2 separate regions of the Mus musculus genome follow, and region 2 is linked to region 1. Evidence: chromatin contacts called from public targeted proximity ligation data. All regions are on one chromosome and are shown on one strand. The core of a region is the stretch at or near the end of the contact, and the rest is flanking DNA. Distances in the headings are between cores, read along the strand shown. Region 1 holds the start of Ppp6r3 (protein phosphatase 6, regulatory subunit 3). Region 2 holds the start of Ankrd13d (ankyrin repeat domain 13 family, member D).

Region 1 (5,575 bases), core at 2,209-4,708:
GAGAAGAACGAAAGGCACTGGGGCATCCTTTCTCAGGTTGAACTTTTTTTTGTTTTGTTTTTGTTTTTCGAGACAGGGTTTCTCTGTGTAGCCCTGGCTGTCCTGGAACTCACTCTGTAGACCAGGCTGGCCTTGAACTCAGAAATTCACCTGCCTCTGCCTCCCAAGTGCTGGGATTAAAGGCGTGCGCCACCACGCCCTGCTATCTCAGGTTGAATTTACCTACTTTACAGTTTTTATGCAGAGCTCCTCTTTCTGTTGCAGTATATGATGGGAGATGTCCAAATGCCCTTTGGGGAAGTCAGAGGGTTTGCTTGTTTGCTTTCTTTTACATTACAATGAAGTCAATTGAGGCAGCTACTATTTTGCTCCCCAAGTTTAAGGAACTTAAAGGTGTTCTCTCTCCACTCTGCTGATTGGGCTTAAAACAAAATCTTAAATGTGTGTGCTCTTCAAAATAGACTGAAAACTGAACTGTTACACTCTAGAGGGAAGTGGTGGGAGGAGAATGGGGCAGAGAGAGAAAGAGGAAAGGAGGGAGGGAGAAAGGGAGAGGTAGAGAGGTAGAGGGAGGAAGAGGTAGAGAGGAAGAACAAAGAAGGGGGGAGAAAGGGAGCAAGAGCAAGGGAGAGAGGGAGGGAGATTGAAAGAGGGTGGGAGAGGTGAAGAGAAAGAAAGAGGGAGAGGAAGAGAGAGAGGGAGAGGAGACCCATCAAACCTGCAAGGTTTAAGACACAGAGCTCAATCTGTGTCACATGCAAAGCTTGCCAAGTTGGTCATTCTTCTGACTCCATGGCTCTATGGGACAGGCAAGTGGGGCTTCAGGCTCAGGCACCTCCTTCCCTAGCAAGCTCTCCCTGACTTCAACGTGCCTGGCTAGGTTAGGAATGAGTACACCATATTTGACAACTTATGGGCTAACTACCCTGGTCTTAGTGAGGTGACAGGTTATCTCTTAGTTGTAATATGTATGTCCCTGGAACCCACCTGAGTCTGGGAGAAAAAAGGCAAAGCAGATGCCAGCAGGTGTCTTCACTACAAATGAATGAAGGGATGGTGGTTTGGTGGACCACTGTATGACTCACCCAGATGGTGGGAGGGGGCTGGTTTGGTTCAGTGAGGCAGTTGGGCTTTGTCTTCACAGATAGCACAGAAGGCAGGCCCACTCCCACTCCAAGCTGTCCCCTCTCACCCCCAGCTGGTCCTTCCTGCCAGGGTCCAGCCTTTAACTGCTGCCCTGCCCTGAACTTTCTGCTACCTTAACTCTTTATCAATAGGCCTCAGTTTTAACAATGTTTGTTACTACTTCTGTGGCCTCAGGCAAGCCTTCTAGCCTCTGCGTTCCAGAGTTAACATTTATTGCCTCTCTTAAGTGCCTGGAGTGGTGTGCTTGACCCTGGCTGATAGTTGTTATCACTTGTACTTCTGAGAACTGGAGAGTCAGAAAGGTTAGGTCACCTGGCCAAGGTCACCCAACCCCTATATGGCCTCTGGTGACAGAATGCTCTGGTCCGTAGTTAGCTAGTGTGTACAATGGGGACTATGATGTGGATCTACTAGCAATGAACTCTTTCTGGAATCTGCTTCCAGGAACAGCTCTCTTGGAAGGTGGACTGGAGGCCAGGGTGGGTTTGCATAACTGCACAGCCCTCTCTTGTTATCCTGGTAGTGGAATTCAGAGCCAGAATGAGTGAGGTGGAGGACTCAAGCATGCTGGACCCCGTGTAAAGAACAGGGGTGGGGGGGGGTTCAGAGACTGGGAACCCGGAGAAAGCACTGAGTGTCCAACAAGGCAGGTCCTGTCTCCTCCAGTCCAAGGGCTAGGCTCTGTCATTTTCCCAGGGGATAGATGCCTAGAGGTGGCCTAGAGGAGACACTCAGGAGATAAGCTCTGTGCTCTCTGAGCTTCAGTGAAGCCTGGGCCTGGGACTGCTGGACCTACTGGAAGAGATATGCAGGCAACTGCTCCCTGTCTGAGGTGTGAGCATTGCCACTCAAGGTCTGTGTGACTCAGCTACCTCTGCTATCCAGTCTCCCATCATAGCTGGGCTCGTCCTGCCTTTGAAGCTCCAAGGCCCCACCCTGGGGTCTCTGTAACACCCTTCCCCTCCCTGCTACCAACACCCCAGGGATTTAGAGCTCTGTCCTGTCCTATGACTTACTACTTTCCCAAAAGAGTCTGTCCCTTAGCTTGATCACCTTGGTCACTTGCTTTCCAGATGGCATGGGAAGGCCTGCTTCATGAAAGACTTCCAAGACTCAGAGACTTTGTTGACTATGGTGGCCAGCTGCAGCGTGCCTGAACTTATGGTCCTGTCCACACTGAACCAGGCAGATTATTCATAGGGACCCAAGGGGAGCACCTTGGTATCTTTTCCTGTTGCTGTGATAAAATATTCTGACAACAGCAACTTTAGGGAGAAAAGGTTCATTTTGTCTCACAGGTCGAGGCCAATATGGCAGGGAAGTCAAGGGAGCAGGTGTGGGAGTCTGCCCGTCACATCACATCACATCACATCACAACCAGCCAGGAGGTAGAGAATGCTTGTGGTCAGCTCAGTTTCACCTTTTTAGACAGCCCCAGGAGAATTAAAAACCAGGATTAGCCATGACAGTGGTTAAGTGCAAGACTTGAGAGTAGGGACCCTGATGTCCAGGACCCCAGTTCTGGGGCAAGGTAAATGTGTAGTACTATACGTATAGGACACTAGCAGTTGGAAGAAATTCATGTGTAAAATTCTTCTCTGTGACAAAAGATACAGCCTGGTTTCCTTTGTATTAAGAAACCTTACATTTTGACCCCATTTTCAGGGATGCCACTCTACTTTGTCTGAAGTAATTTAATTGAAGGTCTTCGATAAAACTATGCTATGGAGAATGCGGGCATCGATCCCGCTACCTCTCACATGCTAAGCGAGCGCTCTACCATTTGAGCTAATTCCCCAGCTATAATTAACTTCCGTCGCAGGTTGTATTGTGACTCACGTCATCACCGGTTTTCCCCCCCCCCTCGTCCCCCGCGGCCGTTACCCCACCGCCTGCTGTCATTGTGTTACCCCATTGGCTTCTTCGCATCCGGAGCTACACAGCCGGGATTGGTTTGGTTCATTTGTTTTAAACTACATTGACTATGCGGATTGGTGGTCCCAAGCGTCTGTCACGCGAGGCCCCGCTGTTGCTACGGGGCAGAGGGACCCAGCCTAAGCTTCTCCCAATTTCTGACTTGTTTCTCAGACTCCGGGGTCTAGAGGTTCCGGATCCGTCAAGACCATGGGAAAAAGAATGCGCCTCTCGCGTTTGACTGACAAGACCTCAAAGCCAATCGAAGTGGAGTCGAGGGAACCGCTGGGCGGTCCAATAGGTTGTGGGGGGCGGGAGAGACAAGCCAATGATCCGTGTGAAGGGGCGGGGTCTATCCTGTGATTGGCTGCGGGGCGGCCGGAGGGAGGGCGGGGGTAACTCAAGGCCTGCTTGATACGTCCGCCATTTTGGGCGCTTCGCTGATGGTGTCGGTGAACCTTTTTCCCGCCTGAGCGCGACTAACTGCGGGTCTTGGGCGCCTCCAGGTAACTCAGGGGAGGGGGCGGTGGCGCGGAGTGTGCGGGTCGCGCGGGCAAGCGGCCGACCGATCGTGGCGGTGGTCCGGTCCCGGCGGCGTGGGGAGGGAGCGTCCCGGCCCCTTTCCCCTCCCCCCCGGAATCGGCAGCTTCGGCGGCCCGGGAGGCGGCGTCCAGTCCTGGCCAGGACCGGGCCGCCCGCTCCTGTCAGCCGGGCCGAGCGTTGGCAGTCAGCCGAGCCGACTGCGAACTTTGGACGCCGAGGTGACTCTGGGCTTGGCTCGGCGGGAGCCCAGGCGAGGCGAGGCGCGCCCCGAGCCAAGTCGGGGGTCCTGGGCGAGCTCCCCGGCTCCCGCGCCCGGGCCTTCACAGCGACTTCTCGGGATCTCCTGGAGCTTGTCAACTCGCTGGAGAGCTTCGCGAAGGCTTTTGTTGGACTCTTGTCCTCTGAGAAACAAGTTGTGTGGGTTTCTGGGCATTAGCAGAGTCATCGGAACACACAAAAACCAGTTCCGAGTCTCTCGGGGCCATCGCAGTGAATCTTCATCCTCCGCCGTTGAGTCTCTCTTTTATACAGACGCGGGCATTGGAGATTCCCTGGTGTTTTGGAGCTGAAGTGAGGAGTTACCCTTCTTGTGGCTTCAAGCACCTCGCTTTTAAAGCTCGGCTCACTGTTAACTTGGAGGTCTTTTTCTCCCCAGTCCCGTTGTCTTTCATTAGAACTTGGACTTGAAGTTGTAGGTGGGACAGAATGAGTGGTCTCGGTAGCTCTGTGTCTGTACTTCTCCACCGCATGTCCTACTGTCATTTGCCGCCTACCTGCTGTGGTCTCTTTAGAATGGGCCAGAGCTTTGTTTATGTTTTGCTTTGGCTTGGGGGAGGGGACACTTAGAAGGTTTCCTTGCATCAGAGCACTTGTTAATATGGATACTGTTTCATTTTCTTAAGTCAAGTTTACTTTGGTTTTTGCCCTCAAGGTCATGTTGCAGTTGACACAGCCCGTAAGAAAGGAACTTAAGATCTCCTTCCACTAAAATGTTCCTTGAAATTGCAAGGTGCAAGATCCCTGTTGCCAGTGGTGTTTGAGCTTTCTTATGGGCCACCTGAAAATTACATCTTCCTTTGTCACTTTCTAGTCCTGTGACCTTGGGCGAATTAGTCCTCTTTGCTGCCCCTGTAACCCATGAAAATAAGTTTGTTTCATAAGTTTATCTCATGTTAGGTCCCAATTTTATCTAACATGTTCATATTAGACTGTAACTGAGTATATATGTAAATATGTTAGCACAAAGCAGCTAGAATCGTGCTTTGTGAATAGAATCAGCTCAGTGGTGACCATACCTCTCAAATTCAACTTGATCTTGATGATTTTGTTTGTTTTTGAGGCAGGGTCTCACTATGTGGTGGGAAGATCTTTACTGCTTCTGCCTTTAATAATGGGATTAATAAAGTCATGCACCACTGCACCGGACTCATTATTTAGTTATTTTTTGAGATGATAGTAGTTTAGAATGTTCTTGACTTTCCTTTTCAGCTAAGGCTGCCTCAAATTCTTGATCTTGCTGCCTCTACCTGACAAGCATTATGAATAGAGGTGTGTACCACCACACCTAGTTCAAAATTAACTTTTAAGTGTTTAGGTACAATTAGGAAAGCCATGTGTTTAAGGATCAGCTGGGCTAAAAAAAATTACTGGAAGTTATTTTAATTTTTCCATGAGATGTTGAAAATCTATTAAATCACTTGAAAGCGTTTTGTCTAAACCAGTACTTATGCATAGAAAACACCTTCAGGATCTTAAACAGCACCCCTCCTCTGCTGCTTCTAGGCACTGCTTCTGTGTAGTTGCCCCAAATCATAATATGAGGATTTCTTAGATTTTCCTGGTTGTTATTGCAATTGAAAAGCTGCAGTCTTGAGAGCTTCAGCAAAGGTACAGGTTAAATATGCCTAATTTCTGAATGCTCTGAAACCTGACAGCTTTTGAGTATGAAACTTAGATTGTGTAGCAGTTTCTA
Region 2 (5,575 bases), core at 1,510-4,009, 710 kb before region 1:
GGAGTAATTATTCCGCTCGCCTCCCACATAAGCAGGAGTAGCCGTAGTAGTTCTCGTCAGCTGTCATGGTTGGAATGGCTGGGGGTATACTGGTTTCAGCAAGTTGCCCCTGCACGTCAAGCACTGTGTTAATCCCCACTCCTCTCGGCACACATCTGTTTTCTCTTCCACACTGCATCTCTTGAGCCTTTGGCTGTGTCTGGCTGGCACTGGCCTCACTGTGTAAGCTCTCCTGGCCTCTGGCTTGAGCATCAGCATCAAGCCTGTGCTCCCAGGAATGACCTTCCTCTTCCTGTGCCCCTGCTCCAGGCCTGGCCAGAGACAGCCTGTGAGCACCACTGCCCTTCCTGTTCAGTGCACAGAGGAGGAGAGAATTCTGGGGCAGATGCTGTGAGGTCTTGGATGAAATGGCATTTGAGCTGTACCTCCAGCATTAGTGTAGTCATTCGTAGAGATGCTTCTAAGATCAGGAATGGTCAAGCACTTAAGACAGCAAACTGCAATGGAAGGAACCAGGCCTTGGGGCCCTGAAAGGCCAGCCTTAACTTAGCACAGTCCCAGATCACTCAGTGACTGCATCCTGGAGCGTTGAACAGACCGGGGGCTGAACTTGCTTGGCTCTGGGTGGTTAGCAGATGTTAGCCTCAGACTCACTGTGTAGCTAAGGATGGCCTTGAACTCCTCGCCCTTCTGCCCCCACTTCCCAAGTGCTGGAATTACAGGGGTTTGCTACCATGTCTAGCTAGGTCTCAAGTTTTAGGGCAGGCTGCAGTCATTAGAACTGGCTCTAAAACAAATAGCTGGTCACTGCAAGAAGTGGGGAGATAGGACCATTGCTTCTGTCCAGGAAAGATGTTCTTGTAATTGGTGATTGTGAAGGAAGAGGTGAAAGACGCCAGAGAGGAAAAAATGGAACAGTGTAGTAAGCCAGGCCACACTGAGGGAGCGTGTGAGGGAGGCCATGTTGTTGGTCAAGAGGTAAGGTGGAGCTGAACATGGCAGAGCACACATTTAATCCCAGCACTTTTGTGAGTTTGGGTCTAGTCTGGTCCTCAGAGAGAGAGTTCCTGGACAGTCTGGGCTAGTTAGTGAGACCCTGTCTCAAAAGACAAAACAACAAAAAAGAGGTGATGATAGCTCAGAGCACAGCTGGCCTGGAAGGAAGAGAGAAAGGCGTTTGGACTTGGCTTCTGACACCCTAATATGGCAGCATGGAATACCTAAGACCAGAGGTGTCCTGGAAGTGATATCAGATGGGAGTGGACAAGCTGTCAGCTAGGAGAGGGAGGTCCATGTGGAAAGAAGGGTCGATGTCAGAGCAGTAAAGACTGGCGGAGAGATGCTCAAGACTGCAGCAAGTCCTAGGCCGTCCAGGGCCAGGGTGACGATGCTGAGGAGGAAGTCTCTGACAGAAGCAGAGACCAGCAGGACCTAACTGCAGAGCTCTGGACCTTTAGAAGCTCAGGGCCTTGAGTTCCTCCCAAAGTCCAGACATCGTAGATGACCTGACCACAGCACACACGGTGGGTAGCCTAGATCCCGGACTGCTATAAACCACCCGATCGCAGGGAGAAAGGTGGCAATCAGGCTGAAGAGATGAGGACATCCTTGGGCAGGAAGGGAACCTCAGTTAGATGGCCTTTCTCCATCACACTAAGTTTAACAGATAGGGAGGTGGAGCCATCCGATGAAGGTGTTTGCTGCCAAACCTGACAACCTGAGTTAAAGGATGGGAGAGAACCAACTCTCAAAAGTTGGTTTTTCACCTCCACACTCATGAGCACCCCCACACAAAAATGAATGTAAGATTTAAAAATAGAGAAACAGACCAGAGTCAGTTTTGGAAAGTCTGGTTTACCCCCTCGCCACCCAGCAAGACCAGGATCAGAGAACCCATGGTAGGACTGAAGATAACCAAGGGTCCCAACTAAGCTGGCTGGCTGCTTGAACCCTAGATCCTGTGTGAGTGGAAGTGCCAGCCTTGTTTCGAAATTCTCCTTCCTTCCCTGTTGGCAGTAAAATGCAGCCTCTGCAAAATGGACTCCTGTGGTGGTAGCGTGCACCCTGGCCGATCACCCAGCCAGGAAGCTGAGCTTATGTCCCCCAACCCCAACAATATTCCTGTTCCTGATTCCTTGCTGTCTTCCAGGCATCAAGGCCAGACAGATCCTCGGGAAAGAAAGCTTTGACTGGTCAGCATTAGGGGTTGCTGCGGGGTGCCCATCTCCAGAAGCTAAGCGCCTGTGCTGGCAGGGATGAGGTCAAGATTTCCCATCCCACCCGCCTATAAAAGACAAGTCGGTGCTGATGGAACTCAGGAGTGGGCTAGACAGAAGGACACATTGTCAGCGGGGGTGGGGGGGGGTGGGGGCGGGGGGGGCTGCAAGAACAACAGACCCTGGCCCAATCCCAGTGCCACCGAGCCTACCCCACTCCCCTTCCGTTCCCTCCTCCCTCACCTTTCTGACCACTAAGAGATTTGCCCAGGGCCTGGGGCGCCCCCTGCGGGCACGGGTGGAGCTGCAGCTATGCCCCGCCCTCCGGAACAACCCCACCGACCATGGCGCTTCAAAATGAAGTTCCGGCTGTTCCTGGGGCGCATGTGGTTGCCCTGGAGACTGGACAGCACCCCACACACACTCCGCCCGCCCCCAGCGCGCAGGCCTGCAGTGGTTGCCGTAGCTACGGGAGGCGAGGGTGTGCGAAGCCCGACGCCACGCCCTAACTCCATGTAGCCCCGCCCCCAGATCCCCGCCCCGCCCTCCCTGCCGCCTTCGCTCTTGCTGCGGCGGCTTCTAGCAGGGGTCCGCGGGGCTGCAGCGGGTGCGGCTGAGGTGCGGCTCAGAGCGGAGGAGCAGGGGACGTGCCAGGCGCAGGCCAAGAAGGGCTGGGCCTTTCGCTCGGGATGCGGTGCTGAAGCCCAGCATGGCCGGCCTGGGCCCCACCTTCCCGCTGCACCGGCTAGTCTGGGCGAACCGGCACCGCGAACTGGAGGCCGCACTGCACAGCCGCAAGGTGAGGCCCTGAAGGGGATCCGATTCGGTTGGTTTCCTCCCCAAGCCCCGGTGCCAAAGTACGGAATCTACTCCGCAGCTCACCGCCCCTGCTGTGCTCCGCAGCTGCATCCTGACTCCTTAGGTCCAGCTCTTTCCAAATCCCTGGTCACCTGCCCTCGAGCTTGAGCATTTGTTTAGCGCATCTCCCTTGGTTGGGCCTTGCTCTGCTATCTGCCCCCTTCGTATTGCGTTAAGCTCAGGATTCACCCTCATCACCTCTGAGCTAGAATGAGGACAAGAACCGTGTTCTAGCCCTCAAGCTGGTCTAAACTCTCAGCATCCCTAGCCTGAATCTGTCTTGCTAGACTCCACCACCAGGCCCTCAACTCTGGATAGCAGAGGGCAGAAGAAATGAGCAGTTCCTTCCCACTGGCCCTTACTGTCCCCTTTACCCCGACACTTTCCAGTCCACATAGGCCACACTCTTATCTTCTCACTGACCTGGTTACCCATAGTAACTCCAGCCCTTTTCAATCCAGTGACCTCCTTGCTTTGGCCCTCTCTTGCCTTGTATTGAGTGACCCATCTCCCTTAGCACGACATTGAGCAGGAGGACCCCCAAGGGCGAACCCCCCTGGAGCTTGCTGTGACCTTGGGGAACTTGGAGTCTGTGAGAGTCCTCCTCCGACATAATGCCAACGTGGGCAAAGAGAGCCACCAGGGCTGGGCAGGTACTGTGCAGGGCAGAGGGTCCTCCCTTGAGACTAGCTTCCAGGTTGGTGAATGGGGGGCAGGGGGAGTAAGTAACCGTGCCTGGGGGCGCTAAGAGGGCTACCCCAGCAGTTGCTCATCTCCAGTCCTGCAGGAGGCAGTCAGCACTGGAGACCCTGAGATGGTACAGTTGGTACTCCAGTATCGGGACTTCCAGAGGGCCACACAGAGGTTGGCTGGCATTCCAGAACTGCTCAACAAACTCCGTCAGGTATTACCATAGAGTAAAGAAGTGGGGTATAACAGGCGCTCCGTCTTCCTGTGATAAGCCTGGCCTTGGAGGAGTATCTAGGTTGTGCGAGACGCTTTCCCACCATCTGTGTCTCAACCTCTGCCAAGGGTCATGTAAGAAATATGGGATCCCAGGCCCATGCAGATGAGACTGGGTCTTTTGCAAGGAAGACATTCACCAGCACTAAGGGTCCCTGATACCAGGAATCTCTTGGATAGAATGGTAGGCCTTGGGTCACCTAGAGAATGTAAATTTCCAGAAAGGTGACTGGGTAGAGATGGCCTGGACCCTGGAGTGCCTAGTCCTGTGCATCCGAAGCACACAAAGGACAGAGGCACAGTTGTGCTCCTCACATGTGGGAAGGTCTGGAAGGATCATTGTGTTCTCTTTACAGATAAAGGACTCAGACACAGAAAAGACAGAGGACCTCGTAGGGCCCCACAGTGGGCTATGGCCCATGTCAAAACTAGCTCTAGGCCCCCAATGCTTATAACTTTTATATGTGTAGATCATTTTAGGGCCTACTTGGGCTCTCTCCTTGGCATGGTTTGTTTGGAGTGGGAGTATAGCTGGGCCACAGCAGTGCATCAGAATTTGTGGGCTCCCAAAGAGTAGTTGTGAGGCCCAAGGCCTACTTGGCTGTGGCACCAGGCCATGGCTCCTAACAGGCAGCTCTGGTTTTTCTTAGGCCCCTGATTTCTACGTGGAAATGAAATGGGAGTTCACTAGCTGGGGTGAGTGGGGCTCAGTTGACCGCAGAGACTTGGAGTGGGCCATTTGGGGGGAGATTCCCAATGACTCTGAGACTTCTTTCAGTACCTCTTGTGTCCAAGATGTGCCCGAGCGATGTGTACCGTGTGTGGAAGCGGGGTGAGAGTCTGCGGGTGGACACTAGTCTCTTGGGCTTTGAGCACATGACCTGGCAGCGTGGCCGAAGGAGCTTCATCTTCAGGGGTCAGGGTGAGCTGTCTGTCACCTCAGATTCCCTGGTGGCTTTTAAGCATGTGTCCTTCTCTCTCTGTGCTCTCTGAACGTGGAGACCGAAGCTGAGGGTGGAGGGGATCCAGGGCCTGGGGGTTTATCTACTTAGCAACAGTTGGCTGAGGAGAGCTCACTGGTAGGACCTGGCACTAATATGGCCTCCTCCTGTGACACCCCTGCGGCTGACAGAGGCGGGAGCCTTGGTGATGGAAGTGGATCATGACCGGCAGGTGGTGCACACAGAGACCCTAGCTCCAGCTCTGCATGAACCAGAAGCGCTGCTGGCTGCCATGCGGCCTAGTGAGGAGCACGTGGCCAGTCGGCTCACCTCTCCTATTGTCTCCACCCACCTGGACACTCGCAATGTAGCCTTTGAGAGGTCAGTTGGGGCCTGGTACTATGGGTGGGGAAGGAGGAGAGATAAGAAGACACTTTTTTTTTTTTTTAAAGTTACGGACAGTCTCACTGTGTAGCCCAGGCTGGTCTTGAACCAGAGACCCTCCTGCTTCAAATCCTGAGTACCTTTATAAGTATGTGTCATCGTGCTCAGTGTAAACCACCATTGATAAAAGCACTGCCCACAGGGTCCCTGACA

What was found.
Region 2: a contact with region 1 is called in a targeted proximity ligation map of embryonic stem cells, with 3 times the contacts expected there. A contact is called at or near these places in 3 of 130 datasets of targeted methods (double positive thymocytes, embryonic stem cells and pancreatic cancer cells).

Annotation. Positions count from the first base shown.
Region 1 is chr19:3,573,632-3,579,206 of GRCm38.p6, reverse strand. Ppp6r3 (protein phosphatase 6, regulatory subunit 3) reads left to right here and starts at 3,458. Exons shown (of 24, transcript NM_028999.1): 1 at 3,458-3,566. It overlaps n-TAagc9 (a tRNA gene), which reads right to left and starts at 2,944; the gene lies at 2,872-2,944.
Region 2 is chr19:4,280,321-4,285,895 of GRCm38.p6, reverse strand. Ankrd13d (ankyrin repeat domain 13 family, member D) reads left to right here and starts at 2,759. Exons shown (of 15, transcript NM_026720.2): 1 at 2,759-3,015; 2 at 3,592-3,727; 3 at 3,854-3,978; 4 at 4,688-4,733; 5 at 4,816-4,959; 6 at 5,170-5,359. The coding sequence starts at 2,926.